Regions from separate parts of the Triticum aestivum genome. Here region 1 is linked to region 2. The links are chromatin contacts, called in public Hi-C maps. All regions are on one chromosome and are shown on one strand. Each heading gives the region's core, a stretch centred on a gene start, on an enhancer-like site or on the middle of the called end of the contact. The rest is flanking DNA. Distances are from core to core; before and after follow the strand shown. Region 1 holds the start of LOC123181707. Region 2 holds the start of LOC606371 (dehydration-responsive element-binding protein 2B).

Region 1 (7,488 bases), core at 2,346-4,845, 310 kb after region 2:
TTCGTTTACCCTAATTCTTGGCCTATAAATTTCCTAATAGTCAGAAACTCCCGAAGCGAGACCCAAAACAACTTTATCGCCGACTCAAGCCTCTATTCTGTAGTGATCCCATCTGGAGCCCTATTCCGGTACGTCGGAAATATTCCGTGAAAAATTGTCGCGCGGAAACAAGCTTGCAAGCTCGTGGTCTGTGACACCTCGGATGCAATCCGACATCGGAGCTTTGGCTGCAAGAAGATACCGTCGTACGAAAAAAATTAACCCGAGGTGTGGCGTGAAAATAACAACACGTCTGATAAAGGTTAAGTGAACCTAGAAGGGGCTCCTCGGATGCCCGACATATGAACTCTTCGGATACACCTCAGCGATCATCGAGATCGTATATCGATGGGAAAATTTGTTGAACCAACTTTCAAGATCGACGACCGAAGACGAAGAACAGTTCGGAAGAAGCGATGAGCGTCCCCAACTTGAAGACCAGTTCAGGGGCTATTGATGGTGTCCTGGACTAGGGGGAACTCACCACGTCGTCTCTCGTCCAGGAGGGCTGGGCCGAGGACCCCCCGTGGCGGTTCCGTCCTGGGCCACTTCAGGCACCCACGACGCATACAAGGAAGATTCCACAAGACTTAGCATGCAAGAGAAGGACTCCTCTCCACAGATGTAGTCGACTAGGACTCCTGTTATCATAGGCCCCCGATACATCATATAAGCCGAGGCTAGGCTAGTCGATAGATCATGAAAATCTCAATACATCCTAGAGACGAGACACACATGATCTCGTGGTAGTTCGACCTGTACCATGTACTCCATCCAAAATCAATACAATCAAAGTAGGACATAGAGTATTACCGATTCGAGAGAGCCTGAACCTGGGTCAATCCTGTGTCCATGTTACCATCGTGCCAAGGCTACCAGCTCGAGACCCCTACTCAAGATTTGCTGGAGTTGACTCCATCAAGCAGCGGGGAGGCAGATCGGGCACTTGGTACGCCAATGTGGTCTGGGGTGCAGGGATTGAAGCGCTCCACCTTGGCCACCACATGTTGCCTGAGGTCCTCCCCCGAGGAGGGGCTTCAAGGCCGCTTACAGTCCTTGGAGCCATGGCCGAACAGACCACATTGGAAGCAACCGATGTCATTGGTGCAGTCACGCTTGAAGTGCCTGTCCTTGTAGAAGCGGAAGCACTTGCCAACCATCTTTGGCGAGATCTCCTTGTGCTCCGGAACGGAGGGCGGCCTGGCCTTGCTGGCCCCAAAGTCGTGGTTGTGCCTCCACAACTCTTTCCTGGAGGGCGGCTGCACCCAAGCCTTCCCCGACGTTACGACGTCCGGCGAAAGAACATGCACCAGAACCAGGGCCTTTGACACCTCCGAGCTCGAGGAGATGCCCAACCCCGAGACCACCAGCCGCTCGCCGGTGTGGCAGAAGGACGAAATGATCGACCTCAGACTAGAGTCCATGCTCGCGAACAGGAGAGCGGGGGGAGGGGGGCTGTCGTGGTTGGGTGACCAACGACGGGGAGAGGTGGCCGCCGGGGTCAGAGTAACCGACGGCGGGAGGGTGGACGCCAAGGCCGGAGTGGCGTGCAGCGGGAGAGAGGAGAAGAGGAGAGTGATCCTTTCTTCCTTTTTGAGTTTTTAATGGTTGTGTTCGCACGGATGGTGTGTGGGCAATTTTGTTTTCGTGACGACAAAATCCCATGGTGGGTCGTGGGTATACCTGGCCATCTGTCCGGCCGGGCCGGACAATGCCCGACAAAGAAAACCTAGGCCCGGGCCCGACTCGGCCCGACCATCGGGCCTAGAATCCAGGCCCAAGCCCGACACATTAACGTAAAAGCCCACGGGCCTCGGGCCTCTCCAGTAAATCGCAAATACGATGGGCCTAGGCCCGGCCTGACTTGACCTTCAGGCTCATTTTCCAAGCCCAGGCCCAGCCCGCGGGTAAGACCTGGCCTGGTTGCCCATGGCCAGGTATAGTCGTGGGCGCGTGTCTATGGCACGGTGAAGGGTTCATTTGTTTGGTCCTTGTGTTGGAGTTGCGATGAAACATAGATAGATCCGATTGAGGCCATCCCCCGCTCCCGCTCCCGCTAGGGTTCCCCCCACCCCCGCCACCGGCGGGCCCTAGGCCCTCCCCGCCGCCGCCGCCGCCAGCCCGGCGCGGCGCCCAGCTCCCCCGCGCTCGCTTCCCCACTCCCGTTCCCCCATTTCCGCCAACGCTCCGCGCGAGCGCGGGCGCTCCGCCCCGGCCGCCTCCCTCCCTCCTCGTCCGCCCACCTTCGTCCCTCCCCCCGCCGTCGTCGGCGGGCGCCCCCGGATCTGGCCGGGTGGTGTCGGCGGCGGCGGGTCGTTCCTTCCCTGCGCGCGCTCCTCCTTCCCGGGGTGGGGGGACGCGGCGGTGCTGCTCGGCCGGTGGCGGTCCGGCGGCCTGGTGCGGTGGCCGGCGGCGCTCGTCGTGGTGGTGCCGCCTCTTGGCGGCAGGGCGGTCCGGTGGTGCTGGTCGGCCGGCGGCATGTCCCCGGCCCAGATCTGGGCCCGTAAGGTCCCGTTTGGGTCCTTGCGGGTCGACTCTGGCGCGACCGCGACGCCCTCTGTATGGGGAGGCAGGGGAGCGGCTTGGACTGGGACAGTGACGCCGGCGGCATGCCAGCTGCTGCGCGGAGGCGGGAGCTGTCCGGGCCTTTGAGGGCCCGGCCGGGCCTGTGGGGCCACGGGCCCGGTAGGCTCCTGCTATGGCGTCCGGTCGGCTACCGTCGTGGACGGTGGGGGTGGGGCCCTCCCGTATGCCGACGGTGCTGCTGCACTAGTCCCGGCTCCTCTTCTTCGTTGTGCAGGCCATCTTCGCGGTGATGTGGTGAGACAGCGTGGGAAGCTTCGTGTCCGTGTTGGCGCTGGGTGGTGGTCGGTTTGGTGGCGAGCTCCGAAGTGCCTGAGGTAGAGGATGGGATCGGGAGAAATCCCTGTTGGTTTGGCCGACACCGACGCGGTGGCGCTTGAGGGTGCCGCCAGACCTTCCTGGAGGGCGTCGGGGCTACCCTTCCTCTCTCCTCGCCGCGTACCGGGGGAAACCCTTGGCAGCAGCGTCGTCATCGTCGCGTTCCTTCTTAAAGGTGTTGATTGGTACCGGCGCTTCGGAGTCTCGGAGCTTGGTGGGCGATCTTCGGTGGACGCAGCGGTCGCGAGGCTTTGTCATTTTTGTCGATCCGCCATTATCGACGTTTATTTCTTTTCCTTTTCTTTTTCTTTTTTTTGGGCGTGCTTGTGCTGCTTCCGTCCCAGCACCTATCGTTGAATGTATGGGATGGTTGCTTTGGAATAAAAAAAGCGAGGGAAAACCTTTTTCATCCGGCGTGGTAGGTTGGAGCCTCAGAGGATACCACGTCAGTTTCGTGGCCTCCTCTATCCCGTGACGTGCCACCCACAATCATATGCTAACCTGACGCCGTCAACTTGGAGAGGAAAAAACAGACAAAGTCGTTACCAGAAAGACCCGGTCCACAGACCACCCCCACGGTCACGAATCTCAACGCATCATTGACCGGCTTGCATACGCCCAAGTCCATACACCGCGTGCACAGCCGCGATATCTCCGCGACACCGCCGCACGACTAGCCTCGTCGTCACTGTAAAGCTTAGATAAAGTCCGGTAGGTCGCGGCAGCGCTCTCAACTCCATCGCTTCCTCCGATTCCGGCGATCCAAACCGAATCCGGCCGATTCGAGGCGGACTGGGGGTTCGGATTCGGGGCCGGGAAGAGGAGAGGAGGGGGAGATGGACCAGGTTCTGAACAAGGTGGGGAGCTACTGGTTCAGCAAGAGGGCCAGCAAGGAGATCGACTCCATCGGCGACGACCTCAACGTAATCACTCCAATCCCTGGCCTGCACTGCGTTTACACTAGGAAGGGCTCCGCCGTCTGCGCCGGCGCTTAGCCGCTAAATCGAGGATGAGCTAGACTAAATCGAGGATTATTCGCCTGGGTTTGCCACGGGATCCGAGATGTCCAGGAGGATGGATAATTTCGATTTGTGCATTGTATTAGATTAATTCGTTTCCTTGTGCCGCGGAAATAGGATTCCATCTTTATCTTTCGAGGGTTTTCAGCTGGGAGATTGCTTCTAGATCTAAGTAATGTATTTATTGTGTCATAATTCTCCAACCAGTGTTGAAGTTCCTTGGTAATTGACTCAACTAGATTGGGTTTACACGGAAAGATGTGATTTAGCTTGAACCTTGAAGGCAGGGTCTACCTGTAGCCTCGCATGGGTAGTCGATTTATCATTTATGTTAGGCTGTACTAGTGCGTGAATATGCATTCGCCTATTCGGTCTATCTCATGCGATTTAATGTTTCCAGTACCAATATAGACAGGATAGTATGTGCAAGACCTTGAATGTCTCTCTCCACTTTATCTCTTGGGCCATACTAAAGATGTTTAGCTCGATGTTTCTTTGCTACATGTGTATTTAAACTTGTAGTATTTATTATATGAAGGATGTCCATGGTTTCCTTCATAGAGTTACAAATGGCTACTGATTGACACAACAGAGGAAATTCTTAACCACTTTCCTATAGCATAAGTATAACTAAAGAACCAATAAATACTTATTGTTTCCAGCTCATCCTACCAGGTCAGGTAACCTCACATTCTGATTCCTGAAACTCTGACATGATTGTTAAGACTTTTGACTCGAGGAATAATCCATGAAAGACAAGCAAAACCATGCTATTAAATTTTGTATATTGGAATCTAAGCTAATGAATCGTTATAAATGAGTTTATCTACCCGTACGAAAATCACCCCTGAAGGTGTGTCAGGCTATTTTGGTGTGGTGCTTCCTACCAAATACACATGTCCGCAGCGTTGCACATTAGTGATAATACTAGTTACCTCTGTTATGTTCTGCTGTTAGGTTTGTAGCATTGGAAGATTTTTATTTTCCAGTAACTTATCTTACTTCAATGTTTTTTCAGTATCAATATGAATGTACTATGTGAAGCATCTCCCACTGTTTTGATGATTTACGTTGTATTTCCAGATCCTGCTTATAGGTAACCCAAAGCTCTATATGCAGTTCAGCTTCTAACATAACATTATCTACATTTTGAATCCAGTCGGTCTCTTCCAGTATTGGCGGGGGAGCTAAATGGATGGTGAACAAGATCAAAGGTATGCAATGTCTATTCTGTATTTCCTAATGGCAAACTATGTTATAGCAAATATCCATACGATATACTATATGGTATACTGCTGGTACAACACTCCAGCAGTATTTAAAAGTTAACTATTGTAACTTTATAAGTATGGCACAATGTATTTCTTAGTATATAAATTTTGATGAGGCTCATTAGCTGATGCACATTGATATCTAGTATGGATAGAAAATAGCAATGCTCGTTACACTTCATAACTAAATGGGACTTCTTAGAATTGTGATTTGTATGTGGTTGTGGTTTATTTACGTTTCTGATATTTCTGAAAGCTGTACGCTAGTAATATTGAGCAATGACCATCTATAATTTTAAGGCGCTAACATGTGCTCCCTCCGTTTCAGAATGATAAAAAGATGTATATTTTAGTCTTTTAGAGCTGGCCACACAAATTTAGAGTGTTGGTGACATGTCTATATGGCCCATCTCTTTTTCCTCACAAAGCCATTAAGTTCTCCTTTTCCTCCACAAAGCAAGGCCTTGCAAGCACACTCTTTTTTTTGACATTTTTAAGGGCAAGTAGGAAGACATTGGCTAAAATTGCATTGGAACTTTGGAAGTGTAGGACAGTTATTTTGACAAAACTTGGAGGGGCTAAAAGGACGCTTATTTTGAAATGGAGGGAGTAAGAGAAAACCAAGACATATTCAGATAATTGAAAATATATCACGTACCAGTTATGCACCATCTGTTTTTGGGAAAAATAATAATAGCAGATTGTTTATTTTATTGGAGTAAATCTGGAAGGGGCAGCATTTGTTAGTTTTTGGAGGTGTACAAGGTTTTGATTAGTGAACTAGTGGTGCCTTGCAGGAAAATATCCACTCATATTTCACATGTCCTGTGACCTAGTACCCAGTTAATGCTGGTTCCCTTATGTTATAACCAAAAGTGTGGGTTTAATTGTGTTCACTAGAAACAAAGCACTATCATGATGATGTATTCTTGAATACCAAAGGCATGCCAGAATCATCCTACAACTCTCTGATGAGTTTATGCCCTTATCGGTAACCCATTTGTTGTATTATTTTGTTTGCTTTAAATAAACATCAATTTCAGTCCTTCAGGTGACATATTTTGATTGCTCAAAATGACAGTTTTGGTAACCATGAATTAAGTCACATCTATGTAAAGTAATACTATTAAGGGTCCATCTGCATTGCGAGGAAGGCGTTCATGAGAGATTACCTTGAGGATTGTGCTCATGGTCTTACTCTGGCTCCCCATCTATTTAGAGGCATAGCCGCCTTGTTTTGTTCCTTTCTCTCTGTCCGATTGTCTTGCAACAAAAAATGCTTCTGAAGCAAGCAAAATAGGCAAAAGCTTTTGCATGTTGAAAAGGCTGAAATTTCCTATGTTTACTGACCTTTTTCTGCAAAAACACTAACGTTTGCTGACCTGAGTACAACGTGTCTTGGTCGCAGGGAAGCTGCAGAAAGCATTACCAGATCTTCTCAAAGAATATGATATGCCAGCAGGCCTCTTCCCACGGGACACAACTAATTACGAGTTCAATGAAGAGACAAAGAAGCTGACAGTGTACATCCCGTCAGCTTGTGACGTCGGGTACAAGGACTCATCGGTGGTGCGGTTCTTCACCTGTGTGACCGGCTACCTCGAGAAGGGAAAGCTTTCCGACATCGAGGGCATGAAGACCAAGGTGCTTGTATGGACCAAGGTGACCTCCATCAAGACCGAGGGCTCAAAGGTCCATTTCACTGCCGGCATGAAGAAGACCCGCAGCCGCGATGCGTATGAGGTTGTCAGAGATGGCATCATCATAGACAAGTTCTAGAGCATACCTGTACCTGGGCTGACAGGTGCAATGTAATTACTTAGATATGCTACATTGAAATCTGTTGTGCTATCGGATCGGCCTATTAACCAATTGTGTTGATGAAAACTCCCATCCATGACTTTTTCTATATCTTGACAATCTGTGCTTGTTTTGCTGGCATCCTGATTCTTCCACCAGACCCGAAAGGGTGACCGGACCAGGGCGCCATGTTGTATCCAGTTTTTAGTCTTGAATTCCTCTATCTTTGGGTGTGATGTGGCCTGTAAACGCCATCAAGTTTGGATGCAGGTGACAAGGCAGGAAATGGGGAGAAAAATAGATTATGGGTGTGATTTTTGCTTGTTTTCTTGCGGAGGGCTTCATCGACCTCAAGCAGTGCTCGTGCTTTAGTCTCTACTCCTTCCGTCCTATAATATAAGAACGTTTTTGACACTTTGATTGCTATCTGATTGATGCTTTGCACAACACATTGTATC
Region 2 (7,468 bases), core at 459-2,958:
TAGAGTGGTACCATCAACCAACAGCAAGACAACGGTTCAAAAACCAACTATTAAAATGACAAGGCAAAACGGTCCAAAATTTTGGCTGGAACTCTTAGTACGGAACTGTTCAACACCTACAGTCAGTTTAAATGAGATCACATCCACAGAGAGTGATACCATCAACCAGCAGCAAGACAATGGTTCAATAGCAGCCACTATGAAACCAACTACTAGAATGATAAGGCAAAACGGCCAAAAGGTTGGCTGGAACTCTTAGTCATAGCTCACATGCTCTATAATAGATAGAGCAGCCAGACATAGAACGGTTAAACACACCGCAGAATAGATGCCACTGGCGGCGCATCTCCCTTGGGGTTTTGCCGCGCCAAGAGTGCATATTCATTACAGGGAAGATTACTGCTTCCTGCTGAAACACAAACAGTTATTTCTGCTGACTTTTCCAGAGTCAAACGCGAGGTACCCATCTCAGTCATAGTTCATGCTTCTGTTTACAGGAGTGATCAAAGCAGCATACCTATTGGTTTGACGAGAACATGACTCCGGGTACTTTCCTCTGCTCCACAAGTTCTAGTTACCGAAAAGAAAAGACAAACAGGACAACACATATCAGAGACTGGATGAACTAACAAAACTGACAAACAAGACATATCAGAGACTGGGTAAACTAACAAAACTGACAAACAAGACATATCAGAGACTGGAGTGGATAAACAACAAAATTGACAAACAGACAACATTTTGACAACAGGATGAAACAACGGAACAAGTTAAACAGGTCCAGCCAACTTAGTACTGACTGAAGTTAAAAACTTAAATGTTAGGCAACATAAACATCGCTCCTAATCAATGAAACAAACAGACCCCAAGGGTAGGACACCAATACAAACTGATGGTATTGACTGAAGTAACAACTTTTTTATCCTAGGGAGACATATACATGGTCCCATGCTCGTACAAACATTCTGTGGAGATGGTACTGAATGAATTTAACAAATTTTGATGCTATGCGCCATAAACATCGCTCCTAATCCAGGAAAGAAACCTGGTCCTATGAGCAGAACACTGGTACAATCGTTTCTGTGGAGATAGTACTGACTAAAGTTAAAAAATTCTCTTCTACCTACTACTACTACTACTAAAGCACCAACAATTTCATTGATTTATTCTGATTTCACACATCACTCGGGGCAGCATCCAATCCAAAGGACATAGATGACACCAATTCGCCCCAATCAGGGGGCTCATCGCCAAATTGGAACTAGAAAGTACTCCGTAACTCCCAATTGCCAATACAACCCTAACCTGAAACCCTAATCCCCAAATTGGCACCAAGACCGGTCAAGTGAACCACCGAACCCCACAATTCCCAACTCCAGGCACATAAATCGATCAGCCACCAGAAAATAAAACACTCCCGGGACCGTATCCCCCCACCGATTTCGAACCCCCAGAGCAAACCCTAACAAGAAGCAGGCACCGGACAGAAGATCTCACCTTCCAGGCTGGAGCGCCGGGATCTCGAAGGGCGCCGCCGCCGCCGCCTCGGCGTGCTTCCGATCTACCGTCATGGCCGACCCGATCCGGATCGGGTCCAGATATCTAGCGTTCGCAATCTTGTCGCCTGTTTTCTTCGCTGCGTCGACTTGGATAGAGAGTTGGAGGAAGAGAGAAAGAAAAGTCGGAAACCCCAGGGGCTCACGCCGGGGCGCCTATTTATAGCCCGGATCGGGGTGCTCCGTGCTCCGGACTCACGGAATTATCTAGGTCACTCGCGTGCGGGGCGTTGGCGCGTGGGGCCCGGATGTAAGCGACGCGGTCCGCGTGGGCCTGGTGCGTGGGGGTGAGGCTGCGGACGCGTGACGTCAGCTGTGCCGTGGTGCGGGGAAACTTCCCGAGACTTGGTGCCGAAGGAAACTCGGCTTCTCCTTTACGCTTTCGAGTGCTACCGGTGCTTTTCTTTCGGGGTGGATTGGACGTGCTGCTGTTGGGTGGGTTCCACGTGTACGTCTACATGTGGCCAGTGGCTGGGGGCTGAGTCGATATAGGAGACGACACGTGGGCAGTCGGGATGACACGGTGGATCGTGAGGCATTTTTTATTCTTGAGACGGCGTGAGACGCCTTTGGTTGCATGGATCAGTGGTGGCCGGCGTGGTCTTCTCTTCTCCATTGTAAGGGTAACTCCAACGTGTCGATGCATTTTGATTCTAGTGTGTCTGTTTGAATTAAAACGGATGAAAACGCTGGCATAATGCTTCGAGCAAACCTAAGGCTCGCCCGCTGTCCATGTGAACGGATTTACGGTCCATATTTACGCCCGATTTGCGTCCACATGGACACGAGACAAACGCGTTTGCTTAGGATCTTTTGCTAGCCAAAAATCCGTACTAAGTAGAGATACTACTTGTGCATCCAAAAACCGTTAGACCCAGTTTCTTGCTGTGAGTGTCCATCATAATTATCTATGGATGAATAAGATCCTTTAAGTAAGTTGTCATCGATGCATAAAGCAATAAAAATTGCTCCTAAATATGTTTGATCTTTTATTGTAAGGGAAAATTGAGCATTGCATAAGGGGCAATATAACGTGACGTTCCTTTGCATTAAGAGTTTGGGCATTCAAAAATAAAAAACGCATGACGACCTATGCTTCCCTCTGCGAAGGACCTATCTTTTACTTTTCAGTATTTATTTTTATGCAAGAGCCAATAGTATGCATTCTCATTTCAACCTCAATTATTCTCTAGTTGGCAAGCATCATGTGGCGGGGAAAGATCTAGGCACATATGAACAGTCAAATATATTTGATCATGAATTATTATTGTTGACAATTATCCCTATGATAAATGAGTTGGGAGACAAAACATTAAGCCCCTATTTTTCTCTGTGTTCGACGGATGCCATTTGTTCTAAAAATATGCTTTGAGTACTAGAAATCATAGAAGACTATATGATGATTGAGTATGTGAAGCTCTTACTTAAACTCTGTTGAATAAGTTGGATTGCAATTGTTTGGTGACTAAGAATATAGGTTGTTGAGTTTCAAGAGAATTCATGGTTTGAACCATAACATGTGAATTGGTTGCTACTTTAACATGAGAAGTTTATGAGAAAGAGTTGTTGTTATGATGCTAGGAAAAGTGATTGAAATTATCATTGATCAAACTTATGCACTATGCTAGCATTCACACTTTATAAATTATTTCTTTTATCATTTACCTACTCGAGTACGAGTATGAATTAAGCTTGGGGATGCTGATACGTCTCCAACGTATCTATAATTTATGAAGTATTCATGCCATGTTTACAACAATTTAATATGGTTTTGGTATGATTTGGATGGAACTAACCCGGACTGACGATGTTTTCAGCAGAACTACCGTGGTGTTGTTTTTTGTGCAGAAATAAAAGTTCTCCAAATGCATTTGTCGATTTTTTTTGGAACAAAAGAGGCACTAGAAGATTCATGGGAGGACCAGAAGGTGAATGAGGTGAGCACAAGACACCTGAGCGCGCCCAGATGGGTTATGCCCACCTCGAGGCCCATCTTCGCGTGACTCCAACGCTGAAAAATCCGATAAACAGAGAAACCATCAGAAATAACCCTAGATCAAAAGTTCCGCCGCCGCAAGCCTCTGTAGCCACGAAAAACCAATCTAGACCTCGTTTCGGCACTCCGCCGGAGGGGGAGAATCATCACCGGAGGCCATCTTCGTCATCCCTATGGCCACCATGATGAGGAGGGAGTAGCCCACCCTCGGGGCTGAGGGTTTGTACCAGTAGCTATGTGTTTAATCTCTCTCTCTCTCTCTCGTGTTCTTGATTTGGCACGATCTTGATGTATCACGGGCTTTGTTAATATAGTTGGATCATATGGTGTTTCTTCCTCTCTATCTTGTTGTGATGAATTGAGTTTTCCCTTTGAGATTTCGTTCTTATCAGATTGAATACTTTTATGGATTTGAGAGCACTTTATATATGTCTTGCATATGAATACCCGTGGTGACAATGGGGTATTATATTGATTCACTTGATATATGTTTTGGCATTCAATTTGCGGATTCCCGAGGTGATATTGGGGTAATCTATGCATAGGGGTTGATGCACGTTCTCGTCTTTATTTCTCTGGTAGAAATCTTGGGGCACTCTTTGAGGTTCTTTGTGTTGGATCGAGCATTGTGAATCTGAAATTGTTTGATGCGTATCGTATAATTAACTCATGGATACTTGTGGTGACATTAGAGTTGGTTGATGCGTATCATATGGTGTTATTTTAGTACGAACTCTTGGATAGATCGAACGGAAAGAATAACTTTGTGTTATTTTAGTACTAACTCTTGAATAGATCAAACGGAAAGAATAACTTTAAGGTGGTTTCGTACCCTACAAACAATTTCTTCTTATGTTCTCCGCTAGATAGGAACTTTGGAGTGATTCTTCGTTGCACGTTGAGGGATGGTTATGTGATCCAATTATATTAGAATTGTCCAGAGATTGCACTAGCGAAAGTACTGACCCTAGGCATCATTTTCAAGCATTGCAATACCGTTTGTGCTCACTTTTGTTACTCGTTACCTTGCTGTTTTTATTGTTACTGTTACAAAAATCAATATCTACTATCATTACTACACTTGTATCATCATCTCTTCGCCGAACTAGTGCACCTATACAATGAAGGAAATATGCCCTAGAGGCAATAATAAAGTTGTTATTTATATTTCCTTATATCATGATAAATGTTTATTATTCAAGCTAGAATTGTATTAACCGGAAACTTAGTACATGTGTGAATACATAGACAAACAGAGTGTCACTAGTATGCCTCTACTTGACTAGCTCGTTGAATCAAAGATGGTTAAGTTTCCTAGCCATAGACATGAGTTGTCATTTTATTAACGGGATCACATCATTAGAGAATGATGTGATTGACTTGACCCATTCCGTTAGCTTAGCACTTGATCGCTTAGTAAATTGCTATTGCTTTCTTCATGACTTATACATGTTCCTATGACTATGAGATTATGCAACTCCCGAATACCGGAGGAACACTTTGTGTGCTACCAAACATCACAACGTAACTAGGTGATTATAAAGGTGCTCTACAGGTGTCTCCGATGGTACTTGTTGAGTTGGCATAGATCGAGAATAGGATTTGTCACTCCGATTGTCGGAGAGGTATTTCTGGGCCCTCTCGGTAATGCACATCACTATAAGCCTTGCAAGCAATGTGACTAATGAGTTAGTTGCAGGATGATGCATTATGGAACGAGTAAAGAGACTTGCCGGTAACGAGATTGAACTGGGTATTGAGATACCGACGATCGAATCTTGGGCAAGTAACATACCGATGACAAAGGGAACAACATATGTTGTTATGCGGTTTGACCGATAAAGATCTTCGTGGAATATGTGGGAGCCAATATGAACATCCAGGTTCCGCTATTGGTTATTGACCAGAGACATGTCTCGGTCATGTCTACATAGTTCTCGAACCCGTAGGGTCCGCACGCTTAACGTTCGGTGACGATCGACATTATGAGTTTATGTGTTTTGATATAGCGAAGATAGTTTGGTGTCCCGGATGTGATCACAGACATGACGAGGAGTATCAAAATGGTTGAGACATAAAGATTGATATATTGGACGACTATATTCGGACACCGGAAGTGTTTCGGGGGTCACCGGATAATTAATGGAGTGCCAGGGGGGTTATCGGAACCCCCGGGGGAACTAATGGGCCAACATGGGCCTTGTGTGTGAGAGAGAGAGGAGGGAGCCATGGGCTGGCCGCCCTCCCCCCTTGAGGAGTCCGAATTGGACAAGGAGGAGGGTGGCGCCCCCTCTTTCCCTCCCTCTCTCCCTCTCCTTCTTTCCCCCTTCCTCCTCCTAGTTGGACTAGGAAAGGGGGAGTCCTACTCCTACTAGGAGGAGGACTCCTCCCCCTCCTTGGCGCGCCCCAACGGCCGGCCGGCCTCCCCCTTGCTCCTTTATATACGGGGGCAGGGGGCACCCTAGAACACACAACAGACATTGTTCTTAGCCGTGTGCGGTGCCCCCCTCCACCATAATCCACCTCGGTCATATCGTTGAAGTGATTAGGCGAAGCCCTGCGCCGGTAGCTTCATCATCACCATCATCACGCCGTCGTGCTGACGAAGCTCTCCCTCGACACTCTGCTGGATCGTGAGTTCGTGGGACGTCACTGAGCCGAACGTGTGCAGATCACGAAGGTGCCGTACTTTCGGTACTAGGATCGGTCGATCGTGAAGACGTATGACTACATCAACCGCGTTGTCATAACGCTTCTGCTTACGGTCTACGAGGGTACGTAGACAACACTCTCCCCTCTTGTTGCTATGCATCACCATGATCTTGCGTGTGCGTAGGAAATTTTGAAATTACTACGTTCCCCAACAGTGGCATCAGAGCCAGGTTTATGCGTAGATGTTATATGCACGAGTAAAACACAAGTTAGTTGTGGGCGATAATAGTCATACTGCTTACCAGCATGTCATACTTTGATTCGGTGGTATTGTTGGATGAAGCGGCCCGGACCGACATTACACGTACGCTTACGCGAGACTGGTTCTACCGACGTGCTTTGCACACAGGTGGCTGGCGGGTGTCAGTTTCTCCAACTTTAGTTGAATCGAGTGTGGCTATGCCCGGTCCTTGTTGAAGGTTAAAACATCACATACTTGACGAAAAATCGTTGTGGTTTTGATGCGTAGGTAAGAACGGTTCTTGCTCAGCCCGTAGCAGCCACGTAAAACTTGCAACAACAGAGTAGAGGACGTCTAACTTGTTTTTGCAGGGCATGTTGTGATGTGATATGGTCAAGACATGATGCTAAATTTTATTGTATGAGATGATCATGTTTTGTAACAGAGTTATCGGCAACTGGCAGGAGCCATATGGTTGTCGCTTTATTGTATGAAATGCAATCGCCATGTAATTGCTTTACTTTATCACTAAGCGGTAGCTATAGTCGTAGAAGCAATAGTTGGCGAGACGAAAATGATGCTACGATGGAGATCAAGGTGTCGCGCCGGTGACGATGGTGATCATGATGGTGCTTTGGAGATGGAGATCAAAGGCACAAGATGATGATGGCCATATCATATCACTTATATTGATTGCATGTGATGTTTATCCTTTATGCATCTTATTTTGCTTAGTTCGACGGTAGCATTATAAGATGATCTCTCACTAATTTCAAGGTATAGTATTCTCCCTGAGTATGCACCATTGCGAAAGTTCGTCGTGCCAAGACACCACGTGATGATCGGGTGTGATAAGCTCTATGTTCACATACAACGGGTGCAAGCCAGTTTTGCACACGCAGAATACTCGGGTTAAACTTGACGAGCCTAGCATATGCAGGTATGGCCTCGGAACACTGAGACCGAAAGGTCGAGCGTGAATCATATAGTAGATATGATCAACATAGTGATGTTCACCATTGA

What was found. A called contact is a pair of places that touch in the nucleus more often than the background predicts.
Region 1: a Hi-C map of leaf shows a contact between it and region 2, with 6 times the contacts expected there. The contact joins the promoter of LOC123181707 here to the promoter of LOC606371 in region 2. A contact is called at or near these places in 4 of 5 Hi-C or Micro-C datasets (leaf and an unstated tissue) and 1 of 1 datasets of contacts at active chromatin or transcription factors (leaf).

What each region holds. Positions count from the first base shown.
Region 1 is chr1D:314,048,167-314,055,654 of IWGSC CS RefSeq v2.1, forward strand. LOC123181707 reads left to right here and starts at 3,596. Exons shown (of 3, transcript XM_044594030.1): 1 at 3,596-3,863; 2 at 5,119-5,173; 3 at 6,639-7,139. The coding sequence starts at 3,777. The coding sequence ends at 7,009.
Region 2 is chr1D:313,739,851-313,747,318 of IWGSC CS RefSeq v2.1, forward strand. It overlaps LOC606371 (dehydration-responsive element-binding protein 2B), which reads right to left and starts at 1,709. Exons shown (of 4, transcript XM_044594029.1): 1 at 1,498-1,709; 2 at 518-570; 3 at 319-409. The coding sequence starts at 1,571.